Linked DNA regions of Mus musculus: regions 2, 3 and 4 are each linked to region 1. A link is a contact called in public promoter capture Hi-C data. All regions are on one chromosome and are shown on one strand. Each heading gives the region's core, a stretch centred on a gene start, on an enhancer-like site or on the middle of the called end of the contact. The rest is flanking DNA. Distances are from core to core; before and after follow the strand shown. Region 1 holds the start of 2610301B20Rik (RIKEN cDNA 2610301B20 gene). Region 2 holds the start of Pdp1 (pyruvate dehyrogenase phosphatase catalytic subunit 1). Region 3 holds the start of Cibar1 (CBY1 interacting BAR domain containing 1). Region 4 holds the start of Tmem67 (transmembrane protein 67).

Region 1 (4,510 bases), core at 68-2,567:
AAAGGAACTGTATTTAAAACTTGGCTTAGGGTATTTGCTGTTGTTTTTTGCACAACTTCTAATCATTGTCCCTGATAAAAAGTTTAACACAAGTGATAACAGTTGTGATTCACTTTAGGCATTATAAATGTGCTAAGGTGGGGGCAGGGAGAGGAGGGTGTGGGTGGAGTCTGGTAGTCAGACACAGGCAGGAAAGATCACATGGCTGGGGAGAAGCCACAGAAATGGCCATCCTTTCAGTGTGGAGACAGTCTAAGCTTCTTTATGTTGGTTCCAAGATGAAAAGGCCTGACAAATTCTCTCCAACCACAAAGGAACAAAACCAAGCCAAACACAAAGCAAACACTGCAAAGTAATACCTTATACATTAATGGAAGAAACACCAGCCTTTCCCCCAATGGTCTAGGCAAGCGGCAGGTCCTAGCAGGAGTTATTACTGAGCCTAAGATCTCACTTTAAAGGATAATGCAACGACGCCTGCTTTTTATTGTTGTTGTTCAAATCCCCAAAGATTTAAGTGTCTTTAAACTTCGACCTGGATATAATAGGACATTTGCTGGGTCCCTTAACTTTGGAGACACGGGGAATGGCAGGCAACTGGGCAATTTATTTAATTCAGATATTTGCAATGGATACTCTTAATAATTAAATATACTCTCATCTAACTCCTCGAGCTTAAACAAATCAGACAATAAAATGGTCTTCTAACAGCTGGCCTACCGGTTCCCTAAGGGTTGCCTGGTAACGGCGTGAGAGGCACGACATTTGCAGTCAGGGCCCCTCGCCGATGAGAACGCTGTGGGTCTGGTCAGCGTGGCCCTGTCGTGTCTCAGGGGAGGGACACCCCGATCCACGTCAGGTTAGGGCTGTCAGGTAGGGTCTCAGCTCCCTCAGGCTCGCCCAGGGGCGGGGTCTGAGCCGTGACCCGAGGGCCGTCGAGGGCTAGGACAGTAGCCCAGGCCGCGGGGGCGCGCGGCGGCGGAGGCCGGCTTAGGCGCCCCGAGCAGGGCTGTAGCAGAACCGTCCACCCGCCTGCGTTAACCTGAGAGTTTCTTTCTCCTGGGCTCCGTTCCGGTCGCCGCTGTGCGAGCCGCCGCCGCCGTCGCCTTTGGGCCGCTCACCCAGGTCCAGCCTCAAGGGGTCGAGTCTGCAGAACTTGGTCTCGACTTCATCCAGAAGTTCGTCCAGGTCCTTCGCCATCTTGAACAGACGCGTCTTTCTCTCCCGAGCCTCGCTGGCCGGTGGTTTCCACGGCAACGCGAGAAACCGACGCGCCCGGGAGCGGGTTCCCCACAACCTTCCGCGCCTGCGCAAACCTCCGGGCGACTCGGGGGGCGCGCGCGCTGCCGCGGCGCTGACGGGCGCGCACTCGCGGTGGCAGGGGGTCCCGAGGCCCGGGGACCCGCTGAGGCCGGCCGCCGCGGATGTTGTCGGTGGGTCCTGCGTGCCCGGAGCGCTTCCCTTGCCGTCCACGCAGCCTGTGGGCCCGCTTTGCCCTTCACCTCTCCCGCTCCGCTCCGGCGCCTGATCACAAACAGTCTCTCTTTCCACCCCAACAGCCTCTCTTTCCACCCCGTGGCGACCCCTGGTCGCTTTGGCAGGCTGTATGTTTCATCGGGGAATCTGCAGATCCAAAATTATTCATTCGGTGGCAAAAAACATTCCCTTCCGTAGTCGGCAGGATTCGAACCTGCGCGGGGAGACCCCAATGGATTTCTAGTCCATCGCCTTAACCACTCGGCCACGACTACTGGTGATGCTAATTTTGGCAGGAAGATTCTATGTAGACTCTGCATTGGAAACTTATGCCGCACTCAAGCTGGCTTGGATCGGAGTGAAAAAGCTTAAGCACATTCGAACATTGTGCTTTGAAGAATTCTGCCCCTCTTTTCTGTGACATAAAAGTGTTGGAGCTGAGTCTTCAAAGCTAGAGTGGGGGGTGGGGGGGGGGGTGCGGTCGAGAGGAGAAAGGGAGGGAGAGAAGCGAGAGAGGGGCCCCGGCTACTTTCTTATTGATAGAGGCATTTGCAGTAGAGAGACTGGAATTGCAGGACCTCTGGCCAGCCTCCCAGCTTCCCCGCACACTTCTAGTTTTCCTTTGACAAGCAGCTCCTAGACCGTTTTTCTCTCATTACCAATAAAATAGTGATTCCTATCAATTTATGAATCGCAAGACTGTCTCACCAGGATATGAAGCACTACTTTGAAAAAGAATATAAACCACGGTGCAAAACCCAAAACAAAATAAAGCAAAACAAACAAAACAAGCCCCCACAGTATTTTCAATTCTTATGGTTTGAGCAGGCAGTCATATCTATATAGCCTGGGCTAGCCTTAGAACTTGAGGTCTCTCCTACCTCAGCCTCCCTGGAGTCGGTTTGTAACACAGACCTAGATCACAGCACCGCTTCATGAACATAGCGAGCACATTGCATTTCTAAAGTTGTATTAGCCAAGAAGTCGGCACTCTGAGTTCGGCAGACATCTGAGCCAGGTGATTTGTTAGTTTCATTTACTTAATTCGTTCAAAATAGTTTTAAATTTCCCGAGGAGCAACATGTAACGGTGCGCAATATAAAAATGGTAGGTAACAGCTCACCAGAAGCCTTTGGAAGGATGATGGTTTTTTTTTTTTTTTTTTTTTTTTTTTTTTTTTTTTTTTGGCGGCCTATTGTTGAGTGCAACCATTACTTAAAATGTAATGTTATAGTAAAACAAAGGTAATGTCTGGCAAACTCTAGCTGTTTCTCTGCGTGGCCTTGCTGCTGTCGAGCCTGTTTACATCATAAAATTTGTAAGAACTGTGAGTTTGTTTTTTTTTTTTTTTTCTTCTGAGGTTAGACCTAGCAGTCTTTTTTCACAAGGCTTTCAGAATCAACCTGTGGTCATTGCTTCCCGTTTCATGCTCCCAGGGGCCTGGGAGCTGGTTGGAGCTGTCGCCAGTTTTTCATATACTCCATGCCCATGGCATTTCTATTCCATGCTTGTTGGTTGTCCTGACCGCACTTTCTTGATTGCTCTACTCTCCCTTTTTTCTCTTTTCTTACTCAGTCACATGAAGGAAACGTCTAATCTGCCATTTTACCTTGGGAATCTTTTTTTTTTTTTTAATTGAAGACAAGCCTTTCTAAAGATACATTTGTATTAGTTTTAATGCGCGTGTATGTATATGCATGTGTATGGCTGTGTGTGAGTATGTACATGTATGTTCAGGTGACTGGAGCTGGAGCTATAGGCGGTGGTGAGCTGCATGGTGTGCGGCGGCTTTGCAGGAACAGCCTCTACTTTGGATGTCTTCTCATCAATTTTATAATACTTAAAAAAAGAGAACAAGATGTTTTGTCCTAAGATTGTACCTGGAACCGACTCCAGTACAAACACAGGAAGAAGCCACTTGAAAGGTTGCCCTTGGGGCTGCTGAGATGGCTCAGCTGCAGGGAACTCTTGATGCTCGTCACAAGACCTAGGCTTGATTCCCAGCCCACATCTCCAGTGGCTCACAACTGCCTGTCACTCCAGATCCAGGAGGATCCAACATCTTCTGACTTTCACAGGTGCTCCTGTGTGTGTGGAAATTAAAAAACATTTTAAAAGGTTACTCTTGCAATTTGCTTGTACGGCAAGTAATAAATAGTTGCTCTCCAGTTGATAGGGCTAAATTAAGGATTTGTGAATCCTTGTCCCAAAGTTTTGAAAACATTCTGAGTTTCAGATATTTCATAAAGGAGAATAGGCAAGTGTCTCGAATAATCTAACATGGTGAAAGGAGTATGCCATATTTCATTATATGTACTTAGTATTCCAAAGATGTTTTAAAAGGTTTTTATGTTTTGAGAATTTTTTTATTGCATGAATTCTTGTTGCCTTGCAACTTCACATTCTTTCTTTTTCTTAAAAAACAAAGTTGGCTGGGCAGTGGTGGCGTATGCCTGTAATCCCAGCACTTGGGAGGCAGAGGCAGGCGAATTTCTGAGTTCGAGGCCATCCTGGTCTACAGAGTGAGTTCCAGGACAGCCAGGACTACATAGAGAAACCCTGTCTCGAAAAACAAACACCCAAAACAAAACAAAACAAAACAAAGTCAAGGGCTGGAGAGATGCCTTAGTGGTGGGAGTGCTTGCTGGTCCTTCAGAGGACCTGAATTGGGTTTCCAGCACTCACATGGCAGTTCACAGCTGTCTGCGACTCCAGTTCCAGGGAGTCTGACAACCTTATACAGACATACATGCAGAATTCCTTTTGGCCAATAACCTAAAAAGATGTAACCCACTCCTGGTATTGCAGGTTTTATTGGGGGGTATACGATGTCTGCTTGGTGTATTGTCTTCTTCATTATATGAGGGCTCCATTTATATTGCTTTTACATATGTATATATTTTAGGAAGCTTCTACAATAGGTTTTCCTATGGCTTTTCAAAGGACTTTAATGTTAGTGTCCCTCTCTGTTGGGAGCCGCGCCCACATTCGCCGTTACAAGATGGCGCTGACAGCTGTGTTCTAAGTGGTAAAC
Region 2 (4,626 bases), core at 1,734-4,233, 1.1 Mb before region 1:
AAGACTCACCTTAACACCAAGAAAGCAAGCATTGATTGATTAGTTACTAGTTACTAGTTACTTGCTGATTTCCCAGAAGACCTGTAGAGAATCAGGAGGAATATGGAGAACCAGCCTCTCTTCCTTCTAACTGATTTTGGCCAAAGGCAAACAGTAACCATCAGGCTGACATGTTACACTCCTATGTAGGTTTATTTTAAGCTTCTTGGCTGGGACCTCTGAGGCTACTGGATCATATGCTGTGTGCCAAGAGAACAACTTAAATGTTACTGGTCACTTATCTCTGTGTTAGTATCTCAAAGGTACTTGTGTAGGATAGACATAGTTAATTTTTCAAAGACCCTGCTTTCTCTCTGCCTGTTCTGTCTCTATGATAATCCTAGGTTGTTTTCATGTTACTTCTCAATATCTTTCAAGGTTGAAATACCAACAGGTATTCTGGTGGCTCAAACAATCAAGTTACAGCAGAAACCCCACAGATCTGTCCTGGCCCTGGCCACATAATAACAGCACTACTGAAGTAAGTCCAGTTGGGTGGATTCCACCCAGAAAGAGAGGAAGGCCAAGCCAGAAGAGAGTCAAGGCAGAGAACTTCATCCAGGACACAGGAGTTGGAATCGCTGTGGGCTGGCATTTCACAATATGCATGTCACTCAGTCATGTAACTAGAGAATAGAACTTACACCTCTGAGACTATTTCAAAGTCATCACTCTGAGGAGGCTTTATCCCAATTCCAGAAATATCTTGGCATTCAATCTTGGTGACAAATTATTTTGACTATATTTAGTCGTGGCAAGTTACTTTTTTTTTTCTTTCTGAGAATCAGCATTATTTTCAAATATAGACAGGTCATCCAAAAGCCAGAATAAGATGGGGAAATCAATACTATCCAGGTAGAAAACTAAAAGGTTGAACATAGTAAAATAAGTTGGAAATTCTCATGCAGATACAAAAATCAGTTTGAAAAGAGAACTTTATGCGACGCGGATAGCACTGTGTTATGAGCAAGTTTGACTACTGTGATAGCCTTCAAGGTCATCTGCTGTTGAGGCATGAATTTTGGAATCTCATTATTTACAATTCTTATGTAAAGAAGTCAGCAGTCAGGCGTTTCTAGGTTCTTGGTCTCTTAATCCAGAGAACTGAAAATAAGGCCTCACGCAGATTTGCAAAAAAATCACACAATAACTTAATTGAAATGAAGCAATAACAGACTAGAAAAAGATATAGGTTGACAGTAGGCTACACGAAGAGTACTGAGGGATGAAATTATTGTTCGGGATTTCCTTTCCGAGAGTTCAAGAAAATTTGGTTGATAAGGGTTGTAATATGAGAGCTTTTCTTTTTCCTGGTAGATTAGGGCCTGCATTCACTGTTTTCATCTGTGCAGGTTCCTGTCTGTAGTGCACCTGACATTAATTAGACACACAGTCAACTATGCATAGGCAAAGTCCGGGAATATGGCATTCTCCCTAAAACGCTGAGGATACACTCTTGCCTTACTGTGTACACACCAAACTAAACCCTTGCATCAGATATATTGGGACTGTCTCTAAGTAGAAATGGCTAATCTTGATTGTTGTTAGGAGAGGATAAATGTATCTCTTCTCCAAGAGGGGAAGGCAGGGGACTGATGGGGATCTTGGCTTGTTTGTTCTTGGTTGGGGAAAGGTACCTATATTTTCCCCCTCACCAATCATCTCTGCCCGTAAGCCTCTTCTGGGGATGAGCAAATTCTCCAGTTTAGAAATAGAGGCAGCTTGAAAGATTTGGGGAATTATGAATTGCAGGTTTGGTTATATAAGGTTTTTCCTTTATTACATAAAAATTTAAATACTTCAGGATTAATAAAATTTCACAGTAAACTTGGGAGTTCATCTATCTAGTCCAAATTACTTTGTAAACTTTATTAGTTAATAAGGTGTAGAATAAATCAACGTAAACTCATTAACACTGGGCAGAAGCATAGCTTCTCCCAAGAAAGTTTCATGTCATGAAGATGGCATCTATGTGGATGTAGGTAAGTGAAGAAGGCACTGTCCCATAAAGAGACAACCGCAGATGGCAGCAAGAACCCTTAGTGTGTTGTTTAGCACATCTTAAGCCTAACCTCACCCCACAGATAGGCAAACTGAGTCTCATGGGAGGAAGATGGATTTTTGTCACTGGGAATAACTTGAAAGGCTCTTCTGACTCCAAGTTCAGTGCTCTTCCCACTTTCACTGGCTGCATTTTAAAATTCATAACTCTGAATGAGTCAGGGACCAAGGAGGGAATGCTGATTTCAAAGTCCTTCCAAGAACAAGAGCACTCGTGTTATTCTTATCTACAAAGATAAGAATTCCTTCATCAAACTTCCTTTTGCTTTTGTTTACAGCTTCCTAGCCCGGAGACATAAAAATAATTGACTATCAATCCGACCTAATAACCCTAAAATCAGCAACTTGATCTTGAATGAATGAAGCGAGACACCGCCGAGACGCTCTGCCACGCCTCAATTGTGTTGTTCCCGCGGTCTACCTGGGGCAGCCCAGTGCAGAGGAGGCTTGGCTCTCAGGCCAGCCCAGAGCAGCACGCGGGGCCCAGCAGAAGTGCCAGGCATTCGCGAAAGCCCGCCCGCCAGGAAGCAACTGGCTACCAAAGCGCCACGCGCTCAGGGATGCTGGATCCCGCCCAGGCGCTTCCCCATCTGGGAGTCCAAACGCAACCCAACCAAGGCTGTCCACCTCGCGGCACGCGCAAACCCACCTTCACCAGCAACAGGGCGTGGTCACGGGGCGCGCGCACGCGTGGAACCAATAGGCTAGCCGCGCCAAATGGAAGGGATTGTCTGACCTCCGTGACGTCACAAAACTGGCGGGGAGCGCGCCCTCTTCCGCCCCCCGCCCCTCTGGCCCTCCGGGTCCCGCCCACCCGCCATTGCGCAGCCAATCAGAAGGCGAAGAGCTCAAGAGCGCCTGTGGGGGCGGGGCAGGGTGGAGGCCGGGCGAGGCAGGGGCGCGGAGTGGGCTGGCCTGGGCCGAGCTGCAGCGCGCCGGGGTGCTGCGTGGTGCTGAGTGAGGGAAGGACGCGCACGGAGGGGTGCGGCCGCCACCCGGGGCAGACCGCAGCGGGTGCTCGACTGTGCCCGGTTGGTATCCTCGTCCACCGCTGCCGAGTCGTGAGGGGGCGTCAGGGCGGTGAAGTGGAGGGCGCGCGTGGGGAGCGGCCGCGGGTGGAGGGCCGGGTGCGCGCGGAGCCTCGGTCGCGAGGAGCTGCCGCGGGTCCCGGGCGGCACCCGGCTGTCAGCGCGCGGGGCGCCCGCTGTGGCCCGGGCGTGTCTGCCTCGGCTCCCCGCTGACACGCTTGGCCCCGCGTGGCGGAGCCGGCTGCCCACGGCGGGCTGTGCCTGGAGCTCTGCGGAAGCGGGCGCGGCGTGGGGCCGGGCGGGCCTGAAGATGCTGAGTGCTTGTGGGCTCGGTGCGCTGGCTGCATGGAGCGGCGGCGGTGCGCCTGTCCGGGCTCCTGGAGTTGCCCGCCGGGGGCTGTGATGCCGCCTCGCCTGCCGGGTGGGTTTGTTTGGTTTCTTCTTCTCCCCTCCCCTTTCTCCCCCCTCCATTCTCTCCTCCCCTCCCAGCCCATTCACTGGGCTGCTGCGAGACCTCGCCCCTCCTCCGCTCCCGCCTCCCCGCCGCCGCCTCCTCTAATGAGCATCTCTGCTTTGCTTTCAATGGGCCGCTGCTGCTGTCGCTGCTGCTGTCCGCGCGGGTTGTGGATGTTGTCGGCTCCGTGTTGTGATGACAGGAGAATGTGTGTGTGTCCCGGGCCCAGACGAATTGGTAGGTATTCACATAACTACCTGTGTTGGGTACCCAGGGAAGGATGGTGACTGATTTTGTGTATGAATGGATGGCTCTAGGGGTCCTCATGGAATTAAAGGGTGAGATAAGGAAAAGGAGACAAAGGCGCTCTGGACCAGATTTTATTTTTATTTTTATTTTTTGATAGCTTAAGTGTGATATTCTGGGACACACGAAACTGACCAAACAAGTGCTGGTTTGGTTCTTTGTGTTTTAAGGATAATGGCTTTTCTTCATTCTTGTAGACACTGAACTTGAGCTGTGAAATGGCTAGGCGTTTCCAGAAAATGCTGAAAAATTACAAATCTTAATGCAGGGCGTTTAATGCAATCAGATTACATAAACGGAGGTTCTGATACGTGTAATGAAAAGTGTAGTATTTATTTTCATTTGCGTTAGAATCTTTGCAAGACCGAGAAGCTCCAGAGTAGGCGCACCAGTAGCATTTTTCTAATCGATTTGGTCCATGGGTTTATTGATTAAGTGGAATAAAATCTTGACACAGGCTTTGCCCAGCACACCACAAAGAATGGATGGGGCTCTTTCTGTTTCTGGTTCCGGCGCGCGCACCTTTTTATTACTCATTGGCAACATCAGCCAAATCTGCCCAAGACTGATACGTACAATGTTGCCAAGTGTGGGCCATGATGGTGTATGAACTTTAAAAAATAAATAAATAAAAAGAAAGTGAGATTGCTCAAGTTAACCAACAGCTACTTTGAAATTCTTATTGCCTAATCAGGAGGCTTCTATTTTGTTAATTTAGCAAGTTTATCAGCACAGAGT
Region 3 (4,245 bases), core at 1,530-4,029, 1.3 Mb before region 1:
CATCAAATTTATTATTGACAGGAGTCACATCCATACAGATACAAGATATGCAATTTTAGAGGGAGAAAAGAGCTGTCTTGGGAAAGAAGGAGACAATTTGCCTATGCTGTCCCTCTCATTGGCCTAATTTTAATCCCCCTTTCTTCTAGTTAACCCCTTCTCATTCTTCTGGTCTTAGTTGAAATGCTTCCTCTTCACTGAACTTCTTCAGTGAGGTCAAACCGAAGCTCTGTTGTAAGCACATGTTCTCTTGGTGCCATGAAGGTCCAACTGATACATGGAATAACAAACAGAAGCAACCACTCCCTGGGCCCGTGATAATTAGTGTGCAATTTTAATGTGGACCATGTAACTTGTATCAACCAATAGTACCTAGGAATCCATGATAATTAGGCAGACACTTTAAAAGCATGTGTACAATGGGACTTGCCATGTCTTGCTGGCCAGTTTAGAAAGAAGCTATCTGAAGAATCCAGGCTGACCTGGTGGAAAATAAAAGGCATGTTGCCTCAGCTGACAGGTTCCCTGCTGCATGCATGGCATGTTAGGCCACCTGTATCTGTCTACTTTATATTATCATCATAAAATACCTGTGGCTAGTGGGCTGAAGCAGTGGATCAGAAGTTATGAGGGCTTATTGCTCGTGCAGATGTTCGTTTCATTCCCAGAACCGACATGGTGGCTCACAACAGCCTGCAACTCCAGTTCCAGGGAAACCTTTCTCTGGCCTTCCTGTGCACACAAGGTGCATATAAACTCAAGAGGCATTCACATAAACATAATAAATAAATAAATAAATAAATAAATAAATAAATCTTTCAAAAATACTTCAGGCTGACAAGTGTATACAAATACATGTTGATTTGGTTCACAATTCTGGCTAGTAGCTCTGCTCTGATAGACTTCATATAGTGGATTTGGTCATGATGGTAGCAACAGGTATAGATGGAAAAAGTCACATCCAGGTGGGGTAAGACTCTGGTCTATAACCTTTCCAGAAACTAATAATAAGAGACTCAAAAAAACAAACAAACAAACAAACAAACAACCACACACACCTTAATCCCTTCCAAGAGCGGTAGTCTCCATGGCTTTTAGGCTGCTCTCTAAATGTCCACACCTCTCACCATACATTAAAGAGCAAACCAAGCCTCTGCGTCATGTACTCTTTGAGAACACTCAAACCATATTCAAATTGGCCAGTTCTGCTTCAGCCTTCAGGGTACTCAGGCACTGTTTTGCACTAGGCTGGATTGGAAAAAATGAAGAATCACCAGACAGGGTGGGTCCTGGGTCTGCAGGAACTCTGTTGGCTGGACGTTTTTCCAGAGTTACAGCTCTCTTTATTTGAGGAAAATAAGGGCTATATAAACCTTGGGTAGTGGGTAGGTATTTTTCAGGGTGAGTGTACATTATTGGTTGGTACTGAGGTACTGGGAATGCTTCATCTGCATGAAGAGGAATTCCAGGTGCTTAAGCCTGTAATGTAGCCACCAGGCTATGTGACTACCTCAATGGTGGTAGAGGTGTGGGTCACAAGGATACATGCACTACCATGGCATGCAGGCCCAGAACAAGGAGGGAGCAATTCTTACTCCTACTGGTCTTAAGATGAGCTTTTAGGGGGTGGGGTTGGACACATCTGGCTCCCTACCTCCCAATTGCAGAACTTATTTGCTCAGCACCATAGCATTTAGTGAAATTATACTGCTAGTAACAGACTCGCCACCTGGAAAGGCAGGAAAGAACCTAGCTGAACAGAACCAAAGAAGAACCATCTGTGTCGTTTACAGAATCCTAAACTGACTAGTGGAGTTGTGGAAGCCACTAGGCCTTATAATTTGTTTATACAACGAAACCTGACACGGTAGCACATTTCTGGGCTGTGTTATATGTGTTTGACTGTTTGGCTAGCTTTATCATTCCACCAAGGCTGTGAGCACTGTAAGAGCAAAGACTTTATTCTCAGAAATTATGGGCATTTGAGAAGTAGACAAAGCTTGAAGTTGGACCCCAAGTTCACTCGGAAGAGAAGACTCCCTCTCAGAAGCTAGAGGAAGGCTCTGGGTTATCTGTGACTCTTCCAATTGGGGAACCTTCATTCAGGCCCATACCTCGACTGGGTCTAACAATCTTTTTCACAAAGTAGAAACTCAGTTACCTGCAAGAGGGGGAACAGATGGCATTAAAGACCAGTAAAGATGAGGGAGTAAGCACTGGTGTGCTTTTTTTTCTGTTTCTGTTTTGTTGTTACTGTTCTTATTTTTATTGTTGTTATTGTTGTTTGTTTGTTTCTGTTTGGTTAATTTGACCAAAGTTAGAGTTACCCGAGAAGAGGGAACATTCAGAAAATGTCCCTATCAGATTGACCTGTAGGCTGTTTTCTTGATTGATGATTGACATGGAAGGGTAGACAGTATTGCCCCTGTGCAAGAGGTCCTGGGGTATATAAGAAAGTCAATCAAATAGGCCAGCCAGCAGTGTTGCTACATGGCCTCTGCTTCAATTCCTGCCTCCAGGTTCCTGCCCTGAGTTCCTTAAAGAACTGTGACTTGGGATATGTCAGCCAAAGAAATCCTTTCCTCCTCAACTTGATTTTTGTCGGGGTCTCATCACAGCTATAGAAATCTAACTTATAGAGCGGTTCTTTTCCAAAGGCAGCTTCCACGAGCCCACACGTTGTCTCATTCAACAGAGAAGCACAGGGACAAGCTTCGCATTAAGTCTGAACCCCGTTCACCTTTATTTTCCTGTACCCCTTCCGGTTGCTGGTGGGTTGGTTTTCCTCCTTCGCTCCCAGAAGCCTGGGAGGGCTAGAGAGCTGCAGGAGCTGAAGGAGGATGCTTGGTGTTCCCTCTGCCCCATGCCCTCTGGTCTCCCTTGCCCTGCTCTTGACCGCCGGGGCGCGCGCCGCGTCGCCACGGAAACGCCGGGCAGGCGGGGCGGCGCGCACTGCGCGCTCTCAGCTCCCGGTAGAAGTGGCGGCGTCGCCTGCTCCCGCGCGCCCTGGCGGCCCGGAGCCGCGCTCGTTGGGCTCCCATCCTGGGTCCCGGGCGGCGGGAAAGGCAAGATGTTGAGGCGCAATCTGGATGAGCGGTAACCGCCGGGGCCTCGTCGTGCAGGCTGCCCGAAGGAAAGGGCCGGGTGGGAGAGAGGAGCCGGGCCGAGGGCCTGGAAGCCGGTTGGGGCGGGAGGAGGCCGCACGGTCCCCGTGGCGCTCTGCAGTCCGTCCACCCGGATGAGGCGAGTGCCGGGCCGAGAGAGTCTCCCGGCCGATCGGTCCCCCTGAGCTGGGCCGGGCCCTGCCGCGGTACAGAGCCCGGGAGGCCGCAGGTGCCCAGGCCGCAGCAGCGCCGCCCCTTCTCGGCCCACCAGGCCCGGGCCCTTTCCCGGGCCTGCAAGGTTCTAGGCAGGACCAGAGCCTGCGTGAGGTCCTAGAGAAGGCGCGGGCCTCTGGAAGAGTTGGGAATGTTGCCCTTCAGGGCTTTAGGGAGGCCCGGGAATGTTTGCACGTAAAATTAACGGGGCACCTTCTTACTGTTTTAAGAACAGTGTTCTGTGTCTCCTTTTTCTAGAGATGCTCAAACAAAACAACTGCAGGATGCTGTCACAAATGTGGAGAAGCATTTTGGAGAGCTTTGCCAAATCTTTGCTGCTTATGTACGGAAAACTGCCAGGCTTCGAGACAAAGCCGACCTCCTAGTGAACGAAATCAACCTGTATGCCTCTACCGAGACACCAAATTTAAAGCAGGGTCTGAAAGACTTTGCTGATGAGTTTGCCAAACTTCAAGATTATCGCCAGGCAGAGGTATGAAGTGAGGTTCTGGTGTCATAGCCAAATTCCTACAAAGTGTGTAAAAATTGTGGACTTTTCGTTGTAACCTACCCAGCAGTGGTGAATGTACCCTTGATAAATGCCTTTCCTGTCTGTAACAGTGTGGGTTCGCTATATGGAACCTTTCTGTGACCTGATAGCTTTCAAACTAAACGTCAGGTGTGGTTGAAGTCTGAGTTTACCACTGCATTTGCCAACAGGGTAACAGGGAACATGCATCCAGAAAAGGTAACCTATATAGCAGTCGTGCAGAAGAAAAGCACCTGTATGGCCTGTGTGGGCCAAGTGCGTTTTAAAGAATGACTAGAAATGGAAATGCTGAAAATGACAAAATCACAAAGTACTAATAAATGGGCTACACGTTGCTGATTTTCCCATGGTTTGAAAGTCGAACGAAATCGGAAAGCT
Region 4 (4,544 bases), core at 353-2,852, 1.2 Mb before region 1:
GCCCCATGCCCGGCATCCTGAGAAGTGCTTCGCACCGGGCAGTCACCACACACCACACAAACGGAGAAGGGACGCTCCTCGACGCCGCAGTCTCCGCACGGCCTACCAGGCCCAACACGGCCGGAAGAAAATGGAGACCACACTCCCCTCCGGTCCGGACAAACCGATGCACCGTCTCTCTGCTCATGCGCAATCCAGGCCCAACCAGCCACCCCTTGGCGCTCTGAACGCGCGTGCGCAGACGTACTGCTTCGGTTACAGTGATTGGCGGGTGTGAGTGAGGAAGGCTGTTCTCTGCAGTGTAGTATGGTTTTGTGCATGCTCTATTTCTAGGCAATCTGTGAGCCCCTGACCCACCCCTGAAAACTTCCACTGGGGGGCGGGGATGTGAGGCAATTGTAAAATATACAAATCAAAAAGGTTTCTTTTTTTTCTTTTCATCATAATGAACCGCTTTGGAAGTGGAAAGCTGCAGAGTTTTCCATCCTCTCCTGTGATTTCTGTTAAACCTGAGAAAAACAGGGCAGTTGCATAGGCAGATAAAAGCAAGCTGTATTTACAACAGGCCTTCGGGCTGCCTTACCTAAAGTATGTATTACAGAAAGCATCCCTTCAACCTTTTATTACTGTGCTGTTAGGTGTATGTGACAATTCCCAACAATCACACTATGTGGCAGTTCTCCAGTCGGGGGTTTATTGGGATGGGAAATAGAGTTATCCTCTGGGAGAGGGAGGAGAACCAGGGACAGGGGAGAAAGGGAGAATGAGGCTTTTATTAGGCATTGTTGCGCTAACAGTCTGCAAGGCTGTGCACTTTAATAGGCAATATTCATGTATATCCAAATTTGGTTCTCAAACCAAGTGAGATGAGGTGTATATGTAGGGTGCTTTATGCACAATACAGAGAAAGTATGAAATCAAGATTCAGTAGGCAAGGTTTCTCCTAGACTTTTGTCATAAAGGTATTATATATAAAATCAATGAGGGTTTCTGTTTGTATTGCTTTGCTAAAACTCAAACTCAGGACTTGAAACAATCCCTACCCTTAGTGTTTTTTAAATAATGTAAAAACAAAGCCGGGCATGGTGGTGCACGCCTTTAATCCCAGCACTGTAGAGGCAGAGGCAGGCGGGATTTCTGAGTTCGTGGCTAGCCTGGCCTACAAAGTGAGTTCCAGGACAGCCAGGACTATACAGAGAAACCCTGTCTCGAAAATCAGAACAAAACAAACAAAAAAAGTAAAAACATAGGGCACCTCCTTTGTTGTCAAAATTAATCCCCTGGGTAAACTGTCATGTAGGTGTGATTGCCACTTTCATGAAACACTTTTAAGTGCTAAAACCATATATTTTCCATTGCTGTAGTAGTATTTCCTGACACGGTAAATTGACTGCGTCCCAGAGTTTTAAATACATTTTAAATAACCGCCCCTAATTTATTTAGCATATGTCTGATCCATTGTTTCCCGCGTGCGTGGTAACCTAGCAACCAGGCGTCGCAAGGTTGAGTTTTTTTTTTTTTTTTTTTTTTTTTTTCTGAACCCTGTTGTCCAATCAGCTCAGCGGACTCACCGAGGAGGCTGCTGGGGAGCTGGAGACTGCGGACCCAGGATATGGGTACCATGGTGACGCGTACAAGGCCTGTGGCGGCCATGGCGGTCAGATCTCGTTCTTCATCCCGGACTGGCACCGCCTACCTTCTCTTAGTTCTCTGCGAAGTCTCATGGGCACAAATCTTCTCCTTCCCTTTCCGGCGGCCTGAGACCTGCGACTTCAACCAGTACTTTGACATCTCGGCGCTCTCCTGTGCCCCCTGTGGCGCCAACCAGCGGCGGGATGCACTAGGTGAGGCGGTTTGGGGGTGGATGGACTCTGACCAAAATAAAGCACTCCTGACAGCCAGCACTCCAGACATTTTATTTGGAGAATGTTTCAGAAAATGCACAGCTATCAAACCTAAGAAAGGGTTTCCTGGGAGGATACGGCTGACACAATGAGATCAGTCACCCAGGCGCCACCACCCTACCCTCCTCCAGGAACTCATTCCCCGGAGTCAGTCTCTGGCAGGGAATCCTTAGGATGGCACCTGAAAGCCGCCTAAGAAAAGTAGAATAGAAATAGAAAAGAAATAACCTGAGGCGTCTAGTGAGGTACCCTGACAGGAAAGCAAGGGAAGAAATGTGAATTAGTAAACTCTTGTGACCATTAATTCTACTTCCAAATTCAAGATATTTAAAGCTGTTTGCAACTGTGACTATAATCAGATTTTGTAAGCAAAGGAAACTGAAACCGAGATGTTGTGACATCTGTGTGACATATACTGGAAACTAAGAGAACTCTTGTCTCTTCCTCACTTTCTTTTTTGTTTTTTGTTTTGTTTTGTTTTTCGACACAGGGTTTCTCTGTGTAGCCCTGGCTGTCCTGGAACTCTCACTTTGTAGGCCAGGCTGGCCTCGAACTCAGAAATCCGCCTGCCTCTGCCTCCTGAGTGCTGGGATTAAAGGCGTGGGCCAGGACACCTGGCTTCCCTCACTTTCTACCTCTGCATTCCCAGCGCGTGGCTTTGCATCTGTGGTTACATATTCCCTTAGGACCTGTCCCTTTTATTGTTGATGACTTCTGTTTGCTCACATTGTCCTTTTAGACTTAATTGCATCGATTGGTCTAGTTCTCCCTTAACTACTCAGAATGAGTCTTTTCCTATTTACTGAAGTCTAAAATGCTGTGAATCTCAGACTGGTTAACTCTCCTGCTTTAGGCCTGGTAGAGTCTCACTTAAGGCAGTGCGGATCACTGTGTCAGAAGATGGAGTGTGAAGAGCAAACGTGTTCTGCATTGTATTGCTTTCATGACAATGAATGAAGACGTGTGTGTTGTACATAGACTCCTACAGGTGCTGGCTCTACTTAGTCCTTAGAGAATTCTTTCTTTAACTAGCTGAGTCTACTTGTAATTACAAACAACATTTATTTTCTTTCTAGAGAAAGAGTATTTGAATGAAAGCAATTTTCCAATAAGATATTGACAAAATTAAAACTCACTAAACACACATACATATGGTTTAGTGATGCAGAAATGTAATTCCTAGAGCAAGTAAGTAGTTTTCATAGTTCAATAATAATTGCAGTTTAAAAAGTAGCAACATGATGCCAGACATATTTCTAAACTTTGACCCTATTAGGTAGGTCCTGTTTTTTTCTCCATTTTACTAAACAAGAAGCCGAAGTATAGAATTCATTAACCCACTCAGTGTTTGCATGTATACGCACAGACCCATAGACACATATACATGCACAGACAGACAGACAGAGAGACAGACAGACAAAGACACCTGTTGTCTCTCATATAATGCCCAGTCTGGCCTCGCACTGTCTGTGAGCAGGGATACCCTTGAAGTACTGCCTGAACTTCCTGCCTCTTCCTCCTAAATACTGAGGTTACAGGTATACACCACCACTCCAAGCTTCAAAATCCTAAGAACTGTTAAGTTTGTGTCTTGGAGTTTTGTTTGCTAAGGACAATATCAGCTTTGTTTTTTTTTTTTTCTTTTTCTTTTCAGGAACTTCCTGTGTATGTCTACCAGGATATCATATGATCTCTAATAATGGAGGACCTTCTATTATTTGTAAAAAGTGTCCAGAAAACATGGTATGAATAATTTATTTTAAAATAACTTTTGAGAAAAAGTCATAAATGTCTATCTCTCAGACTTCAGTATAATTTCCCATTTGTTCACATACTTTAAACTTTTTTTGTTTTGGGTTTTTTGTTGTTGTTTTTTTGTTTTGCTTTTTTTGTTTTGTTTTTTTTTTTGTTTTTTTGTTTTTTTGTTTTTTTTTGGTTTTTTGAGACAGGGTTTCTCTGTGTAGCCTTGGCTGTACTGGAACTCACTCTGTAGACCAGGCTGGCCTAGAACTCAGAAATCCGCCTGCCTCTGCCTCCCAAGTGCTGGGATTAAAGGCGTGCGCCACCACGCCCCGCTACTTTAAACTTATTAAGGTAATTTTATTAGTATACATTTTGAGAGATCAGTAAAGCAAAGAAGAAAACTTTGGGGAAAAAAGACAAATTCATTTTGTTCTGAAAGTGGTTGAGTCAGATATCCCAAGTACAAAGCTGTGAAAAAAAATCTTTCTGTTTGCCTCACAGAATAACTAGGGTATAAAGAGAAGCTGAGTATTCCCTATGTAGAGCCATTCGGGGTAAAATGTCTTTGCTGTAGATGGCATTCGCTGTCTTAGATGTACTGTGCTGATCGTCTTAAATGATGCTTGATCCTCCTAATGCTACATGAGGTTCAGCAATCCTCATGCTACATTAGGTACAGCAAGTCGATGCATTGCCGGTTGCATCAATAGAAATGGAATCATTCGAAGTTTGCTTAGTTTCCTCATTACATAATGGTTCAGGGAAATTCGACTAGTGGGCAAATTTTATGGGCTAATTACCAATTAGTAGAAATATGTTTTCTAATCATTTAAGCTAATTAGGAGTGTATAACAGTTCTATTGAAGTGTTGTTTCTTATTCTATTAGAAAATTAAAT

What was found. Promoter capture Hi-C pulls out the DNA fragments that hold promoters and counts their contacts.
Region 2: a promoter capture Hi-C map of pre-B cells shows a contact between it and region 1. The contact joins the promoter of Pdp1 here to the promoter of 2610301B20Rik in region 1. A contact is called at or near these places in 5 of 39 promoter capture datasets (the C10 cell line, liver and pre-B cells), 1 of 484 Hi-C or Micro-C datasets (CD4 T cells) and 1 of 115 datasets of contacts at active chromatin or transcription factors (large pre-B cells).
Region 3: a promoter capture Hi-C map of hippocampal neurons shows a contact between it and region 1, with 3 times the contacts expected there. The contact joins the promoter of Cibar1 here to the promoter of 2610301B20Rik in region 1. A contact is called at or near these places in 3 of 39 promoter capture datasets (hippocampal neurons and liver).
Region 4: a contact with region 1 is called in a promoter capture Hi-C map of liver, with 4 times the contacts expected there. The contact joins the promoter of Tmem67 here to the promoter of 2610301B20Rik in region 1. A contact is called at or near these places in 2 of 39 promoter capture datasets (both in liver), 2 of 115 datasets of contacts at active chromatin or transcription factors (large pre-B cells and neural progenitor cells) and 1 of 9 other capture datasets (liver).

What each region holds. Positions count from the first base shown.
Region 1 is chr4:10,871,305-10,875,814 of GRCm38.p6, reverse strand. It overlaps 2610301B20Rik (RIKEN cDNA 2610301B20 gene), which reads right to left and starts at 1,317. Exons shown (of 6, transcript NM_026005.3): 1 at 1,043-1,317. The coding sequence starts at 1,200. It overlaps n-TSaga9 (a tRNA gene), which reads right to left and starts at 1,751; the gene lies at 1,670-1,751.
Region 2 is chr4:11,964,807-11,969,432 of GRCm38.p6, reverse strand. Pdp1 (pyruvate dehyrogenase phosphatase catalytic subunit 1) reads left to right here and starts at 2,983. Exons shown (of 3, transcript NM_001098230.1): 1 at 2,983-3,131; 2 at 3,785-3,819. The coding sequence starts at 3,789. 1700123M08Rik (RIKEN cDNA 1700123M08 gene) reads right to left here and starts at 2,859. Exons shown (of 5, transcript NR_040577.1): 1 at 2,750-2,859.
Region 3 is chr4:12,170,549-12,174,793 of GRCm38.p6, reverse strand. It overlaps Cibar1 (CBY1 interacting BAR domain containing 1), which reads left to right and starts at 2,779. Exons shown (of 9, transcript NM_026558.5): 1 at 2,779-3,096; 2 at 3,576-3,810. The coding sequence starts at 2,864. It overlaps Gm46846 (a long non-coding RNA gene), which reads right to left and starts at 761. Exons shown (of 2, transcript XR_001784247.2): 1 at 1-761.
Region 4 is chr4:12,085,015-12,089,558 of GRCm38.p6, reverse strand. Tmem67 (transmembrane protein 67) reads left to right here and starts at 1,602. Exons shown (of 28, transcript NM_177861.5): 1 at 1,602-1,844; 2 at 3,559-3,647. The coding sequence starts at 1,622. It overlaps Rbm12b2 (RNA binding motif protein 12 B2), which reads right to left and starts at 189. Exons shown (of 4, transcript NM_198957.2): 1 at 36-189.